5 separate regions of the Mus musculus genome follow, and regions 1, 3, 4 and 5 are each linked to region 2. Evidence: chromatin contacts called from public promoter capture Hi-C data. All regions are on one chromosome and are shown on one strand. Each heading gives the region's core, a stretch centred on a gene start, on an enhancer-like site or on the middle of the called end of the contact. The rest is flanking DNA. Distances are from core to core; before and after follow the strand shown. Region 1 holds the start of Mettl3 (methyltransferase like 3). Region 2 holds the start of 4930579G18Rik (RIKEN cDNA 4930579G18 gene). Region 3 holds the start of Tox4 (TOX high mobility group box family member 4). Region 4 holds the start of Supt16 (SPT16, facilitates chromatin remodeling subunit). Region 5 holds the start of Chd8 (chromodomain helicase DNA binding protein 8).

The links. Promoter capture Hi-C pulls out the DNA fragments that hold promoters and counts their contacts. Capture Hi-C pulls out chosen DNA fragments and counts their contacts.
Region 1: a promoter capture Hi-C map of pre-B cells shows a contact between it and region 2, with 2.8 times the contacts expected there. The contact joins the promoter of Mettl3 here to the promoter of 4930579G18Rik in region 2. A contact is called at or near these places in 4 of 39 promoter capture datasets (cranial neural crest, hippocampal neurons, liver and 1 more) and 2 of 115 datasets of contacts at active chromatin or transcription factors (astrocytes and embryonic midbrain).
Region 3: a promoter capture Hi-C map of liver shows a contact between it and region 2, with 4 times the contacts expected there. The contact joins the promoter of Tox4 here to the promoter of 4930579G18Rik in region 2. A contact is called at or near these places in 6 of 39 promoter capture datasets (cranial neural crest, hippocampal neurons, liver and 2 more).
Region 4: a contact with region 2 is called in a promoter capture Hi-C map of pre-B cells, with 4 times the contacts expected there. The contact joins the promoter of Supt16 here to the promoter of 4930579G18Rik in region 2. A contact is called at or near these places in 5 of 39 promoter capture datasets (the 3T3-L1 cell line, cranial neural crest, frontonasal cranial neural crest and 2 more), 1 of 484 Hi-C or Micro-C datasets (CD4 T cells) and 1 of 9 other capture datasets (adipose tissue).
Region 5: a promoter capture Hi-C map of liver shows a contact between it and region 2, with 3 times the contacts expected there. The contact joins the promoter of Chd8 here to the promoter of 4930579G18Rik in region 2. A contact is called at or near these places in 1 of 39 promoter capture datasets (hippocampal neurons), 1 of 115 datasets of contacts at active chromatin or transcription factors (embryonic stem cells) and 1 of 9 other capture datasets (liver).

Annotation. Positions count from the first base shown.
Region 1 is chr14:52,303,738-52,306,437 of GRCm38.p6, forward strand. Mettl3 (methyltransferase like 3) reads right to left here and starts at 1,387. Exons shown (of 11, transcript NM_019721.2): 1 at 1,151-1,387. The coding sequence starts at 1,250.
Region 2 is chr14:54,649,113-54,651,812 of GRCm38.p6, forward strand. 4930579G18Rik (RIKEN cDNA 4930579G18 gene) reads left to right here and starts at 1,399. Exons shown (of 6, transcript NR_038053.1): 1 at 1,399-1,436; 2 at 1,953-2,156; 3 at 2,628-2,700. Acin1 (apoptotic chromatin condensation inducer 1) reads right to left here. Exons shown (of 19, transcript NM_023190.3): 9 at 2,605-2,700.
Region 3 is chr14:52,277,862-52,280,561 of GRCm38.p6, forward strand. It overlaps Tox4 (TOX high mobility group box family member 4), which reads left to right and starts at 1,285. Exons shown (of 10, transcript NM_023434.3): 1 at 1,285-1,371; 2 at 1,527-1,795; 3 at 1,960-2,028. The coding sequence starts at 1,790. Rab2b (RAB2B, member RAS oncogene family) reads right to left here and starts at 1,534. Exons shown (of 8, transcript NM_172601.3): 1 at 1,335-1,534; 2 at 1,053-1,124. The coding sequence starts at 1,380.
Region 4 is chr14:52,195,914-52,198,613 of GRCm38.p6, forward strand. It overlaps Supt16 (SPT16, facilitates chromatin remodeling subunit), which reads right to left and starts at 1,326. Exons shown (of 26, transcript NM_033618.3): 1 at 1,172-1,326. The coding sequence starts at 1,237. It overlaps Chd8 (chromodomain helicase DNA binding protein 8), which reads right to left. Exons shown (of 38, transcript NM_201637.3): 38 at 2,238-2,700. The coding sequence ends at 2,679.
Region 5 is chr14:52,256,372-52,259,071 of GRCm38.p6, forward strand. It overlaps Chd8 (chromodomain helicase DNA binding protein 8), which reads right to left and starts at 1,389. Exons shown (of 38, transcript NM_201637.3): 1 at 1,307-1,389.

The DNA of each region.
Region 1 (2,700 bases), core at 137-2,636, 2.3 Mb before region 2:
CTGGGATGGGCTGGTGAGATGGCTCAGTGGGTAAGAGCACCCGACTGCTCTTCCGAAGGTCTGAAGTTCAAATCCCAGCAACCACATGGTGGCTCACAACCATCTGTAACAAGATCTGACTCCCTCTTCTGGAGTGTCTGAGGACAGCTACAGTGTACTTACATATAATAAATAAATAAATCTTTTAAAAAAAAAAGTGCTGGGATTACAGGCATGAGCCACCATGAAGGGTTTTTCTCCCTGCTTTTTCTTCTAATCTTCTTTGATTCTCACATAGATTTTTAAGCTCCTTTAAGGTAACAGCAGTGTCTTCTTTTTGCCGAAACCCATGAGTAGTGTAGATATGCAATAAATGTTCACAAATTACGGTGAGACTGAATTTCACCAAGGTCTGCTGTTGTGAGCTGTGAATACTGCAAAGCACTGACATGCTACCCACACATGTAGTATGGATTCGGTATTCTCGCAGAGCTTTGCAACTGGTTTACCTTAAATAATTGAGCTTGTGCTGGAGAAGGCTATTAGGGTAGTACTCTTTTAAGTGCCTTCAATTTTTCTAACTTTGTCATACAAGGGGGAGGGGGAAAATGTTTAAAGACCAAAATCAAGTGTTTTCAGATTCTTGCTACGTTTGTAAACACTTGCACTACTCATTCATTAAGGTCCTAGTGAGAAGGTCCTAGTGAGGACCCTGTTGTGGCTGCTAAACCGGGCTCTGGGGATAGATATACAGAAGCAATCCTTGCTCCCCGCCCACATGGGAAAGAAAAGACAGTGACAAAGCAAACGTTACAACTAAGGTAAAACAGGCACAGAAGCAACAAAACGGGTTTTGCTGGCTCTCGGAATAAGGTACTGAGAGGCTTCACGGACGCAACATTCTCCTAGACAGGACTGGAATGGGACCCAAGGAGAGGAGTGGACCCATGTTGGTGTGGTGTTACGCTTGAAAAACCGACGCCCGGGAGGAGGCACTGCAAGCTTTCCCGCAGGTGGGCATGCGTTTCAGCTACTCGGGAAAGATGGGGTAACCAACAATCGAGGAGTCCAATAAAGGGCTGCTCCGGAAAGGGCGCAGAGCCCGGGGCTGTCTTCCTCTCCAGGAGTCTCTCGCCCCGCCCAGGCCCGCCCCGACCACCCCGCACCTCACCCAAGTGCCCAGAGTCCTGCTTCCGTCGCCGCTGCAATCTCTCGCGAAGCGAGTCCAGCTGTTTCTTATGGGCCTGGATAGAGCTCCACGTGTCCGACATCCTAGCTCCCAGCGCGGACTCGGCTCGAATCAGGCGCGGCGGACTAGCACCTCCCCAGCCTAGAACTAAGAAACATCTAATTCTCACGAGGACGCCCGAAGGCCAGCCGGATAGAGCCAAGATGAAAAGCCACTTCCGGTTGGCGAACCAGCCGGACGTAATCCTCACGGTAGTTCTCTCTCGTGTTTCCGGGAGCGCTGAGGCTGTGTTTGCCATGTTGGTAGCTGGCAGACCCGCCATGTTGTTTCTTTAAGTCGTTAGTGACAACGCATTTAAAATAGCAGGGCTAGAACAAGTGTGAGTGTTTGACGGGTGGGTGTATGCGTGGAGAGATGGATGGACGGGAAGGAGTGAACAGACTGTTAGTCTGGTTGATTGTATATTCTGGTCCTTGCACATACGGTCAAGCACTGTATCATAGATTTCTGCCCTTAAGGCCCCAGATTTTCTAAGTTAAATATTATCTTCCTTCCTTCCTTCCTTCCTCCCTCCCTCCCTCCCTCCCTCCCTCCCTCCCTCCCTCCCTCCCTCCCTCCCTCCCTCCCTCCTTCTTTCTTTCTTTCTTTCTTTCTTTCTTTCTTTCTTTCTTTCTTTCTTTCTTTCTTTCTTTCTTTCTTTCTATACAAAGTGTGTGAAAGGAGAGTGGAGTTTCACTATGTGGTTCTGCAACTCACAATCCTCCTGCCTCAATATCCGAGTTCTGGGAATTCAGGCATATTCTAAGACAAACATCTTAATTAGGGAACCATCTTTTTCAGCGTGAGGGAGCACTCTTTAAAAATGTTCAGGATGAGTGGAGAGATGTCTCGGCAGGTAAGAGCACTCAGTGCTCTCCCAGAGGTCCTGAGTTCAATTCCCAGCAACCACATGGTTACTCATATCCATCTGTAATTGGGATCCGTTGCCCTTTTCTGGTGTGCCTGAAGACGGCTACAGTGTACTCATATACATATAATAAATTTGTTCTTTTTTTTTTTTTTAAAAGAAAATGTGCAAGAAATGGGGAGGTAGCTCAGTAAAGTGTTTGCTGTGAAAGCATGAGATTCTGAGATTCCCAGAACCCACATAAATTTAAGGCAAAGCTGTGTGGGGTGGCAGACATTGTTTTAGCTTAATTTAGAAAAAGGTTTATTTTTGTGTTTGAATATTTGTATATGTGTGTTTGTACACACACACACACACACACACACACACATACCTGGCTCCCCTGGAGACCAGAAGACGGAGTCATCTTCGTGAACTAGAGTTACAGGCAATTGTGATGTACAATGTGGGTGCTAGGGTTTGAACCTGAGTTCAATTCTGTAATAATAAATTGTGCTCTTTACCACTGAGCCTTATCTCCAGCCCATGACTAGGCAGTTGTTATCTCAGTGTTGGAAAGGCAGAGAACAGTAGATCTCCTGGGCTGGCTATCAAACCTATCCAGAAACAAAAACTAAAGTAAAAT
Region 2 (2,700 bases), core at 149-2,648:
AAAACTAAGACCACCCTACCACCCTTCTAACGGGTAGGGCAGGACCCCCTTAATCTCCTTTCCCCTCCCACCCCCAGCCCCACCTGTGTCATCTAACCAAGTCTCCTTGGTCTGTGTTAAGAGCCAGCCTGACCCCTAGCTAGGTTGCTCACGATGGGTAAGTTAGTGAGAAAAGGAAATAAATAAAAACCAAAAAAACAAACAAACAAACAAAAAAAAACAAAAAAGAAAGAAAATAAAAGAACCCAAAAAACCAATTAAACAAAATAACTTAATTAAAACAAGAAAAACACGAACCAAATAAATAAACCCAACAAAGAAATAAAAAAATAAATTATAAAAATAAAAGATTAAAGAAGAGGTAGAAAATAAAAGAATAAACTAGGAATATGACAAATGTTCCAGGTACCATCTCACACCTGGGATCTTCAGTTCAGCCAATCGCACCTCACTGTGTACTGTATCTAGTCAACCGCCGTCCAATCAGAATGAGCCCTCCCTGCTAGGCGCTGTGCAATTGGTGGGGGGTTGGGTTGGCAAAAAAGGTGGGCGCACGGCGTGGTAGTCAGCGTGGCACTGCCAGAGTCCTCCCAGGGGCGCAGGGGGGGCGGGAGGGAATCGTGTGGGGGGACGCTGCCCAGTTTCCAAGATGTCAAAACAGTTCACTGGCGATGGCCAGCCTCAGCGAGGGGCAGAGGGGGGAATGGGGGCAGAGCATCAGTCCTGGCCCTGTAGGGCATCATCTTGCAGTCCCTGATGAATGAGCAAGCGGCCTGTGAGCGGCAGGAATGCTCCTTGCCTTTCTTTCATGAGGCAGGCAGGACCCTATGTCCACCAGTGACAAGCTGCAGCAGTGCCACTAGCCAACACTTGGGATCCAGGTGACAACTCCAAAGTCCCTTCCTCCTCTGAGTGTAACTGGGGAGAGGTCCTGTCACCGAGCAGGATCATGGAGCCTCTGATGAAGGTAGCCCGGGGGTGGCAGTAGTCAATTTCCCCAGGACCTGGTACACATTCAGCAGCAAGCTCAGAGTATGTCTTCCGGTTTGTCGTTGGCACCTCCTCAGGGACTGCAGCTGAGACAGTGGTTCCGGTTGGGTGGGTGAGTGAGTCCCTGCCTCCAGGGATGGAGGAGAAGCTGAAGCGACCGACACGATGCTGCCCTTCACCATGGACAGCAGGGACCAAAGGAAAGTCCATCTGAAGAGCAAGTGGTGACACGCGGGCTGGGCTGCCATCAGCTTTAAGCCCCTGGGTACAGACCCCCAGACTTCTCTGCAGGGTTTCTAGTCAACAAAGCTTAGGCCACCGGCCCCACTCAAGTGTTTACAGCTCGGCACTGTCGTCATAAACATCTGACTCTCTTAGGTTTCTTGGTCCCTAGATGGGGATCCCAACAGTCTGTAGCAAACAAGGCAACCCACAGTCTCTGACAGGTAAGGGCATGTGGGCAGGCACCCCAGCACTGGCACAACTCTTCTTGGGGTGTCCCGAGTAGGGCGATGATTCAAGTCCACCCCTTTCCAAATGCTTCTTGTTCTCAGTACAAGTCTCTCCAGAACAGTGCTCGTCTCAGCCCCGATGTAAGCAAGAAGGGAGGCGGGGCCCATCACAGACGCCCACAGACACGCCCCTCTGGCCAAGACACCGGGAGCACACTCGGCTCTGATTGGGCGGCTCGGTAGCAGCGGGTGGGTCCAGAGGTAGAGGCGGCATCAGCGATTGGCCAGTTGGGCAGGGTTATATTTTACGGGCGGATTACCGTACATGAGGTACTTGGACAAAGTTTTACGGGGAAGAAGGACCTTGTAATAAATAATATTCTGCACATCAAATCACTTTCACCGGCCCCCACCCCCGCAACACACACCAGAGAAAGGCTACACACACAACAGCCCCTCCCACCCTGTAATAATACCACTCCCAAACCCAGCTAATTCTATTTCTTTAAGGGTCAAGAAGACCTCGCTGGCTCCAATGGGGGAAGCCTCTTGAACTGGGTATAGGAAAAAGTGGTAATATTTGTGCCAACAAAACAAAACAAAACCTAAGAGGGCCTTGTGGTTCACCCCTTGGATTTCTAAGAAGCTACACTTCCGTAATTAGACCACTGGGGGGCAGAAGAGCAACAAAAATTCCTCAGCATGGCTGACTCGGTAAGAGACCCAAAGCCCCACTAGGTGGCGACAAGTGCCATTAAGCTTTTAAAAAGGAGGGAAAGCTCAAGGAGTTAGCTTCACAGAAGCTTCAGCAGCAAGAAAGCTGCACTTGGGTTTTTTGGTTTTTCTCTCTCTCTCCTCTCTCTCTCCCTCGCCTCCCTCTCCCCCCTCTCTCTCTAAAAAAAAGGGCCATTAACAGACTTCCAAATTAGGAGCCTGGTCTATATCACTGCTTCATGTAGGGAAAGGAAATCAAAGACCTTGTCTGTTATCACAAGGGGCATCCCTTGCTAAACCAGCGAATTCTCCCTTGCCCTATCCTGATCCAAGGATAGCCTTATCCCCTTTAGGTCATCCCACTGTGTAAGAGGGATGGCTGAGATGGTCTATTCTCCCTAGGCCCACGCTCGGCCCACCCTCCCCAACAGGTGGCTTGGCTAGTTACCTCTTTCTTTTCCTCTTCTTCAGCACCACCCTCTGGGCGCTCATCATTGCTGACTTGGTCTGCAACAGGCAGAGGAGGCTCAGGCACCTCATTTTC
Region 3 (2,700 bases), core at 35-2,534, 2.4 Mb before region 2:
AGATATTTTTTTGGAAAAAAAAAATCACTGTCAACTTTTTTTTTCTCTCAGAACAATAAGAATGTAATTTCAATGAGTAAGAAACTAAAAAACAGGCTGAGTATAGTGGTGCATATCTAATCCCAGCATTTAGGACGATCAAGTCAAAATCATGGTCAGGTTACCCAGGAAGCTTAAAGCCAGTCTCGGCGCAAAAACAAACTTATTACGAAAGTCCGTGAGGCTGGGAGTGGTGGCGCACGCCTTTAATCCCAGCACTTGGGAGGCAGAGGCAGGCGGATTTCTGATTTTTGAAGCCAGCCTGTCCTACAGAGTGAGTTCCAGGACAGCCAGGGCCACACAGAGAGAAACCCTGTCCCGAGGGGGTGGGGGGGGGAGAGTCTAATGCAGGAGGATCTCTGGGAGTTTGTGTCCAGTGTGGGTTATATAATGAATCTGAGGCTATTTGCTCCTAAAAGAAGAGAAGGTGAAGAGATTAGAGGAGGTGTCTGTGCAGGAAGAACTGCAATGTCCGTACATTGGCTTTTACCTCTCCAGACTTAAAAGAATCCTATGTTGGTGTTTATGTTGAAAAACATGTGAAGCTGGTAGTTAATAACAAAATACAGATGAGATGTTTAATAAGCAGTCATGTTTCCGTGGGATTTTTCCATAAACATACAAGTTGCATTGGAAGAAAAAAAAATCCTACGGCAACTAGTATCTTACATCCATCTCTAAAGTTACCTTTCAATCATTTATCCTCCACTTACCAGCTTTTATCATTTTTCATATACCATGATTTCAGACCAAGGTAGCGAGAAGTAACTTTTTTTGGTTTTTCAAGACAGGGTTTCTCTGTGTAGCCCTGGATGTCCTGGAACTCACTTTGTAGACCAGGCTGGCCTCGAACTCTGAAATCCACCTGCCTCCCGAGTGCTGGGATTAAAGGCGCGAGCTACCACGCCCGGCCGAGAAGTAACTTTTTATTTAGAATACTGAGACTGTAACTTTCTCCTTTAGCAGTTCTGGCAGCTAGCTTTTAGCTGTTCTGGAACGAGGGGATAGCTTACCTATTGTGAGGTCGTGCACGGGCTGGAACCGCTTGTCGGTAAACTGAAGGAGGAGACATGACTTCCCCACACCTGCGAAAGAACGGTGTTCACTAGACGCACGTCACCCGGGAAGCCGCTGGCTCCCAGACAGGGAACAGGGTCTAAGGCAGGGGCAGAGCCCCGCCCCCGGGGCTCGCCCCGCCCCCTCCGCGCAACTCCGCTCACCCCGCCCCGCCCCCAAGCCGATTTTGGAGGTAGGATCCCCGCCCCAACTCCGAAGGCGGTCCGTCGGCGGGTTACCTGTGTCTCCGATGATGATGTACTTGAAGAGATAAGCGTAAGTCATGGTCCCGAGGCGTCTGTGTTCCGGGTCCTCCCGATTTCTACAGCCACTTACCTCCGACCTCTCTAGCCACTCAATCTACGGGTCTCCTTATTTGCCTCCGCTCCAGCCCTTCTAGCTCAAGCTGCGTCTCTATTGCTCTCCCCCAGAAATCTTCGCTGGATCGGCTGTACCGGACGCCGCCTCTAGGGCCACCCAGTGCTCTTCTACATGCCATTATCCCACCAAGCTCCAGGGGGCGACAGCGACCCTTCGGGCAGCTGGGATCGAGACTGGTTGCGTCCCTGACTCGGTCCAATCATCGGAGAGCGACGCTTTCTCCTTGAGGAAGTGACGCGCTCGGAACCTAGTGGGGGCGGTGGGAGCGATGCGGACGCGGAGACGCTGAGTCGCTGGTAGTGGTGCTGTGAAGATGGAGGTGGGTGCCGAGTCTTTGAGGGCTGATGAGGGTTCGCGGCCGACTAGGGGAAGCGGAAGCGGGAATGCAGGGCAGCGAGGAGCCAGGGGGGCTCGGGAGGGCTGGGGTCTCAGCACGCCACTGCTCCGCTCACTCACCCACCGCGGCTTTCTTTTGGTTTACAGTTTCCCGGAGGAAATGACAATTACCTGACGATCACTGGGCCCTCGCACCCTTTCCTGTCAGGAGCCGAGGTGAGCAAAAGCTGCTGATGCTGGGGCGCCGGAGGGCCTAGGCAGCGGTTAGGGAAGGACGGTGGGGGTGAGCGCGGGGGCTGGCGGGAGCTGGAGGGGACAGTGGCCGAGGCTTCGAGCTCCTCTAAGGACTGTGGAGGGGGTGGGGGTGGGGGAGAACCGAAAGCGGCTGTCATGAGGAAACCAGGATGTTGAAGAGACGGCTTGTTTGAGGAGTTTCTGTTCTGAATAGGAAGAACGAAAGGAATTGTTCTTTGGTTGGGGGTGAAATAACTAACAATCTTGGGAGACAGCAAGAAAGAAAAAAAATTTTTTCAGTAAAGAAATCGAGATAAAGAAAGTTGTTTATCCAGCAGGGAATAACTTCGGACAGTTGTTATTTCTTGAATTCTATAGGGGGCTCTTTTATTTGAAATGTCTTTTCTGATAAAAGTGGTTCATCCTACTGATGTGGCATCTGTTTGCTTGGCTAAAGAACGACAGAGGGAAAGAAATAGCTGCCAGAGAACATAGAAGGGGGTAGAGTGCACCTGTTTCCCAGTGATCACAGACTGACTATGTCACCTTTGGATTCCAGTTGTCAAATGACTATAATAACAGGGTTTGGTTTGGTTTGGTTTGGTTTGGTTTTTAAAGATGGCGTGAAGTAGAAGTAATGGTTGTTGGATGTTC
Region 4 (2,700 bases), core at 76-2,575, 2.5 Mb before region 2:
AAAAAAAGCTTTAAAAGTTTATTATTTCAGGGCTGGCTGTAGAAACGGGGGCTTTTGATTATCATCATTGCATACATCATAACACAGTGACAGTAAATATTCCCTGGATAGGGATATAGCTTAATGGTAAAACACAGAGGTGGTGGTAGGGCCAATCCTCAGGACCAAACAATATAATTTTGTGATAGAGACCACTAAGTCATCTAAAAAAAATTAGCCAATAAAGTGAAAAACCCTATATTATTTTCAGCACGCAATGCATCTTGCTTAAAAGATACATAGGCTTTTTTCTGATGAGGCAGGAAAAACAACCGACTTCAGTAAAGGTTCAATTTTATTTACTAAATGACGAGCCGATTGATACAGTCTCACTATGAAGCACAGGCAGGCTTGAAACTAGTCATTTTCCTGCCTCAGCCTCAGAAATCATGGGATTACATGCAGGAGCCAAGAATGGAGAGGACCAATCAGTATAAGATAGTTTACAAAGCTGAAACCGGAGTTGGTATTTTTTCAGAGCATTTTCGGCTTTCTTTTTTATCAGTTCTATTTCCCCTCACTCACAAGGTTCAGAGCCCAGACGATAGACCGTTCAGACAGTATGAAATCAATCAAACACTTGTGAAGTTAACAAGTTAACTAGCAAAAAAGTAAGTTTGAAATTATGATTATAAAACAGGGAAACTGCCCAATCTTTGGAGAAGCCCTGGAACTTCCACAGCGTTTTCCTCAACACGTGCCCCCGGTATGCTGCCGACATGGGAAACCGGCTTTGAGGCGTCCCATCAATTAATTCTTAGGAGAGCCCGCAGGTTCCCAGCGCTGGGTCTGTGACCCACGCAGGGCCTAAGGAGAAGCAGCGGGGCGCGGGAGCAGCATTTCTCAACTCCAGCAGAGGCCGGGGAGCGGGGAGCGCCAAGAGCTCCGGGCACAGCTTTCGCGCCCCTTTCCCGCAAACGGTAATTGTGGCGGGACCTGGGCGGGCCGCTGTGGCCGCGGGGCGGGCCAGGCGCGTGCGGACCCCGCAGGCGCAGCACGGCGCGGCGAGCCGGACGCTGCCGGGGCAGGCGGGAGCGCGGCGGAGCCGGAGGTTTCTGGCTGAGGGGGAAAAGGGCGCCGGGAAGCAGGCTATTATGGGATGTGGGGCTCCCGGGGGCGCGGGGCTCCTTACCCGCCAGTTACTGTACAATCTCTTCACTCGCCGGTAGTACGCGTCTTTGTCCAGAGTCACAGCCATTGCCCTGGACGCCGCTTCCCGTCGGGCTCCGAGAATCACGCGAGGTCCCAGCTCCGCCACCCGCGCTCGGCCCGGAATCCCGCACTCTCTGTGACCCGGAAGTACCGACCGCCCGGTATCCCCTTCCGCTTCCGGGTCCCTAGAGCGTCGAAGATTTAAAAAGCGAAAAAACCAAACCCACCGCTCGTTCCGTAGGGTGGCGGGAGGAAGGGCAACCGAGGACGCAAAAGTGAAGTCAACAGACCGAGGTGCAGCGCGGGCTCGCGGGCTCTGGAAGCTCTCTCCGGCGCCAGAGGCTCCCGTCACGTGACCCGCCCACTTTCCGAGCTCCGGGCGCTCTGGGCGGCGGGCAGAGGGAGGGGAGCAGAAAGAGCGGGACCCGCGTGCAGCCAGGCGCAGGAGTGAGTCCTCTGCCCCAGGGCAGGCCAGTGACCGCCCCGGGGAAGGCACTCTCAACCAAACACTGCACCCCAGAGGGACGGAGCCCACCTTCGCGAATAAGCTGCGCGGTGGGCAGCAGAGTAGGAAGGAAAGGTTCTGTTTTCCTTTAAGAGATGGGCCGGTAGGGTGGAAGGAAACAAATGGCTCGGAGTGGCTCCTAAACTTTGTAGTTCTTTCCAGCCTCGCGAAGACCCAAGTTGTGAAGGCACCCTTTTTGTCAGCGTGTACTTTTGCTGTATTTCATGAAAAGCCACATTATTCTCTGGCTTTCCCCAAGAATAGTTATCCTGACTAATTGAAAAAAAAAATATGGCTCTTGAAATTAATCCTCGTTTAAGAATGTGAAGTACAATTCAAAATATTTTACCTCTTTATCTTGTATCATTTCCTTGGCTTTAACAAACGGGATAACCCGCCATTATATATGCCTATTGAGGACTACAAATGGCTTTTCTATTAGTTGCAACAGTATTGAACTGTAGGAGAATGGTGTTTAAATTACGCAGCAAAAAACAGTACTTATATTGTGTTTAAGGAAACAGAACATAGGAAGAATGGAAAAGGATTAACTTAAATTTATTAATGCCAAGGGGAAGGAAGGTAACAGTTCCTGACCCTCCAGCTGTAGCCACAGTTTGGCCAGGAACAGGCTCTGCCAGAGGCTAGGGCCAGCGCTACATAGTCTGTGGTTAATGGAGGCGTCTGGGGAGGGGTGAGCACACCAGCTGCTCTAAGCTCCTTTGCTTCCCCAGAAACGAGGAAGTGGTCATTTATTATTTTTTTTTTTTAGGAGTTCCCCTGCCCACCCAATCCTCTCAAAATTGGGAGCAATTGGGTACAAGTTTTTTGTTTTTTTTTGTTTTTTGTTTTTTTCTTTTTCTTTTCACCTCCTGAAGTCTTGGGTTTCCCCATATTGTTCCCTGCCCCTCCCACATTTCCAAAGTCCAAGGGCCAGAGTAAGGGATTCCAGCAGCCACCCATCACGGGTCTATATGGGGCTTCAGTCGTCAGCATCTTCACTG
Region 5 (2,700 bases), core at 139-2,638, 2.4 Mb before region 2:
TGCCCACTTCCTGCCCTAAGAAATTGATTACAACTTGTGGAACCTGCAGGGTGACCATAAAAAGATATTTTTAGGCAGAAGACACTCTGTAATCAAAAAGACAATATCCCAGCAGGGGCCAGAGGTGCACGCCTTTAATCCAGGCAGAGGCAGGAAGATCTCAGTGAGTTAGAGGCCAACCTGGTCTACAAATGGAAAGCCAGATATCCTTTCAAAAGAAACAACAGCAACAACATAAGGGAAACATTCAAATTGCAAATCCATGTCCTAGAATCTGATGTGCCCCCCCAAAACGACCTCAGTTGGCACTAAGCCAGTCTCTGAGTTAACAAACTCAGAACAGAGATTCTGTGGACATCGATGTGATGGCAGAATGCAGCAAAATCGCTAAAGCAAGGTCCTCACTCGTGTCTGAGATGTCTCACTGTGTCTATCTTTTGAAAGAAAATTACGTAGCGTTTAAAATCCGACTTCTGGCTCACTTTGCTCACTCACTGCGAAGACTGGTTCACTACATACCTCCTCTGGGAAGCCTTTAACGACGTCAGGACTGCCCCTTAAAGAGGCGCTGCTGCGTATGCACAGCTGCAGCAATGGCAAGCCGACTAGAAACAGGTAAATTAAGACACAAAAAAACCAAAACAAATTTTAAATAATATTCGCCAAGAGGCAGTCCTCCTCTAGTGAAGAGTTTACATAATGTGTCAGAAAACCAAAGAGCTCTGCAGACCTGTCAAGGAAGACACAAGACTTGTGCTGTTCGTTTCCTCGTCACCTCTACTTTGCAACAGCCCCGCAGAAATTGGGAACATAATAAATCCGAACACGTTCACCTCAGGCTTCCCTACCCACATTTACTAAAAACATTAAAGATAAGAGAGGAGAGGGAAAAAGAATCCAGCCAAAACAAACTAAAACCCTGGCCTCGCACTTCTGACTCCAACGTATGGAGTAACCTAACCGAGCAGGGGAGTTTTTCTTCTTGGGAAAGGAGGAAGAAGAAAAAGGCAACTGTCTCGAATGTGCGCCTCGCCCAGCAGTGCCATGACAAGCTCCAAAACTCCACGCTGGCCCTAGCAGCTCCCTCGCGGCCCGTCCCAGCACGGCCCCGCGGCCCGTCCGGTCCCCAGCGCCTGCCTCTCACAAAGGAGAGTGGTTCAGCCCCGAGCATCCCGCACCTGATCACCGCTCGGCGCTGCACCCGCATGGGTGCGAGCGAGCGAGCAAGCGAGGACGTTGTTACCCCACCCACTACCCGCCCAGGCTCCGACGAGGCTTGGTGGAGCCGCGCGTGCCGCAGGCTTACCTGAGCCAGTCCTGCGGCTTCCTTCCCTGGGCAAGAGTTGCAACCCACCGTCCGGGAGAACAAGGCGCCTTCCGGCGGAGCACGGCCAGCCCTCGCCGCAAGCAAGCTTGCTAGTCCTCCATGCGCCTGGGCCCGCCCACCGCCCTCCATCTACCAATGGCGTGGCCGGAGCCGGGCGCCATCCAGGAAGTCTCCGAAGGCTGGGAGGGCCTGAGGCTGGGAAGGGTACGTAGGCAACCGCAGATATGCCTGCTTGGAAATCGGAGCGGGCGGCGGGCTGGCAGGCCAGGCCTCTGACCCCCGCCGCTGGGGGCGCTGCAAACCCGGACAGCACCTGCTACCTGTCTCGGGAGGCCATCTTGGGTCGACTGGCTTGGTGATCTCCCACGATTACGTATAGGAATGTGAAGGCCTTTTTGGAGTTCTGTTGGTCCGTTTTGGTCCAGCCCCTACATGCCCTCCTCTCATGTACTCAGGATGCCTGTCAGTCATGGGGAGGAACTCTGGAAAAACGTTGAACAAGACTGGAAACAAGCCCCACCACCTCTTAAACGTAGGAATGATGCTGGTTTATCAAAGAAGCCAACGATCAGTTTTTCTGAATGCCACTTCTAGGGTGATCCTTGACAAGCAGGATTATCAACACATAATCGACACGGGTTTTATAGCCATTCTACTTGCTTATCTATGCACGTTTCAGATTTTCCAGTATTAGAGTTTTGTTTGTTTTTTTGAGACAGGGTCTCAATATATCAGGCTGGCGTTAAACACAGAGATATGGTATTTGAGGCATGAGCTACCACGCCCTAGACCAGTGTTCCGATTTTAGCAACCCAAAATTCTGAGTCATTTAGTAATATCGGGAGTGAGGAATTTCACTTAAAAAGCAAAGGACCTTAAATTTACCAATAGTTCCAATTACTACGCACGAATACACACTGGGAAACAAGACTTATCAGAGGTACACTGACGGAGTCATTTATTCTGGAAAGAAGCAAAATTTCACCATAGGTCAAACTACACTGAGAAAGGTGTTCCTGCATTTTCTAAAGTTCTGCCGACTACATTTCCATACAAGAAGGGTTTTTTGGTTGTTGTTTGTTTGTTTAAATACCAGTATTAGAAAACTCGAGGAAGCCGGGCGTGGTGGTGCAGGCTTTTAATCCCAGCTCTCGAGAAGCAGAGGCAGGCGGATTTCTGATTTCGAAGCCAGCCTGGTCTACAAAGTGAGTTCCAGGACAGCCTGGGCTACACAGAGAAACCCTGTCTTGAACCAACCCCCCCCCCCCAAACAAACAAACAAACCTGAAGGAAGCTTGAGCAACACAGCAAAACCTGCAAAATTTGTTTTTAAAGAGATTTATTTATTTTTATAAACTTTGCTCTTGTCATTT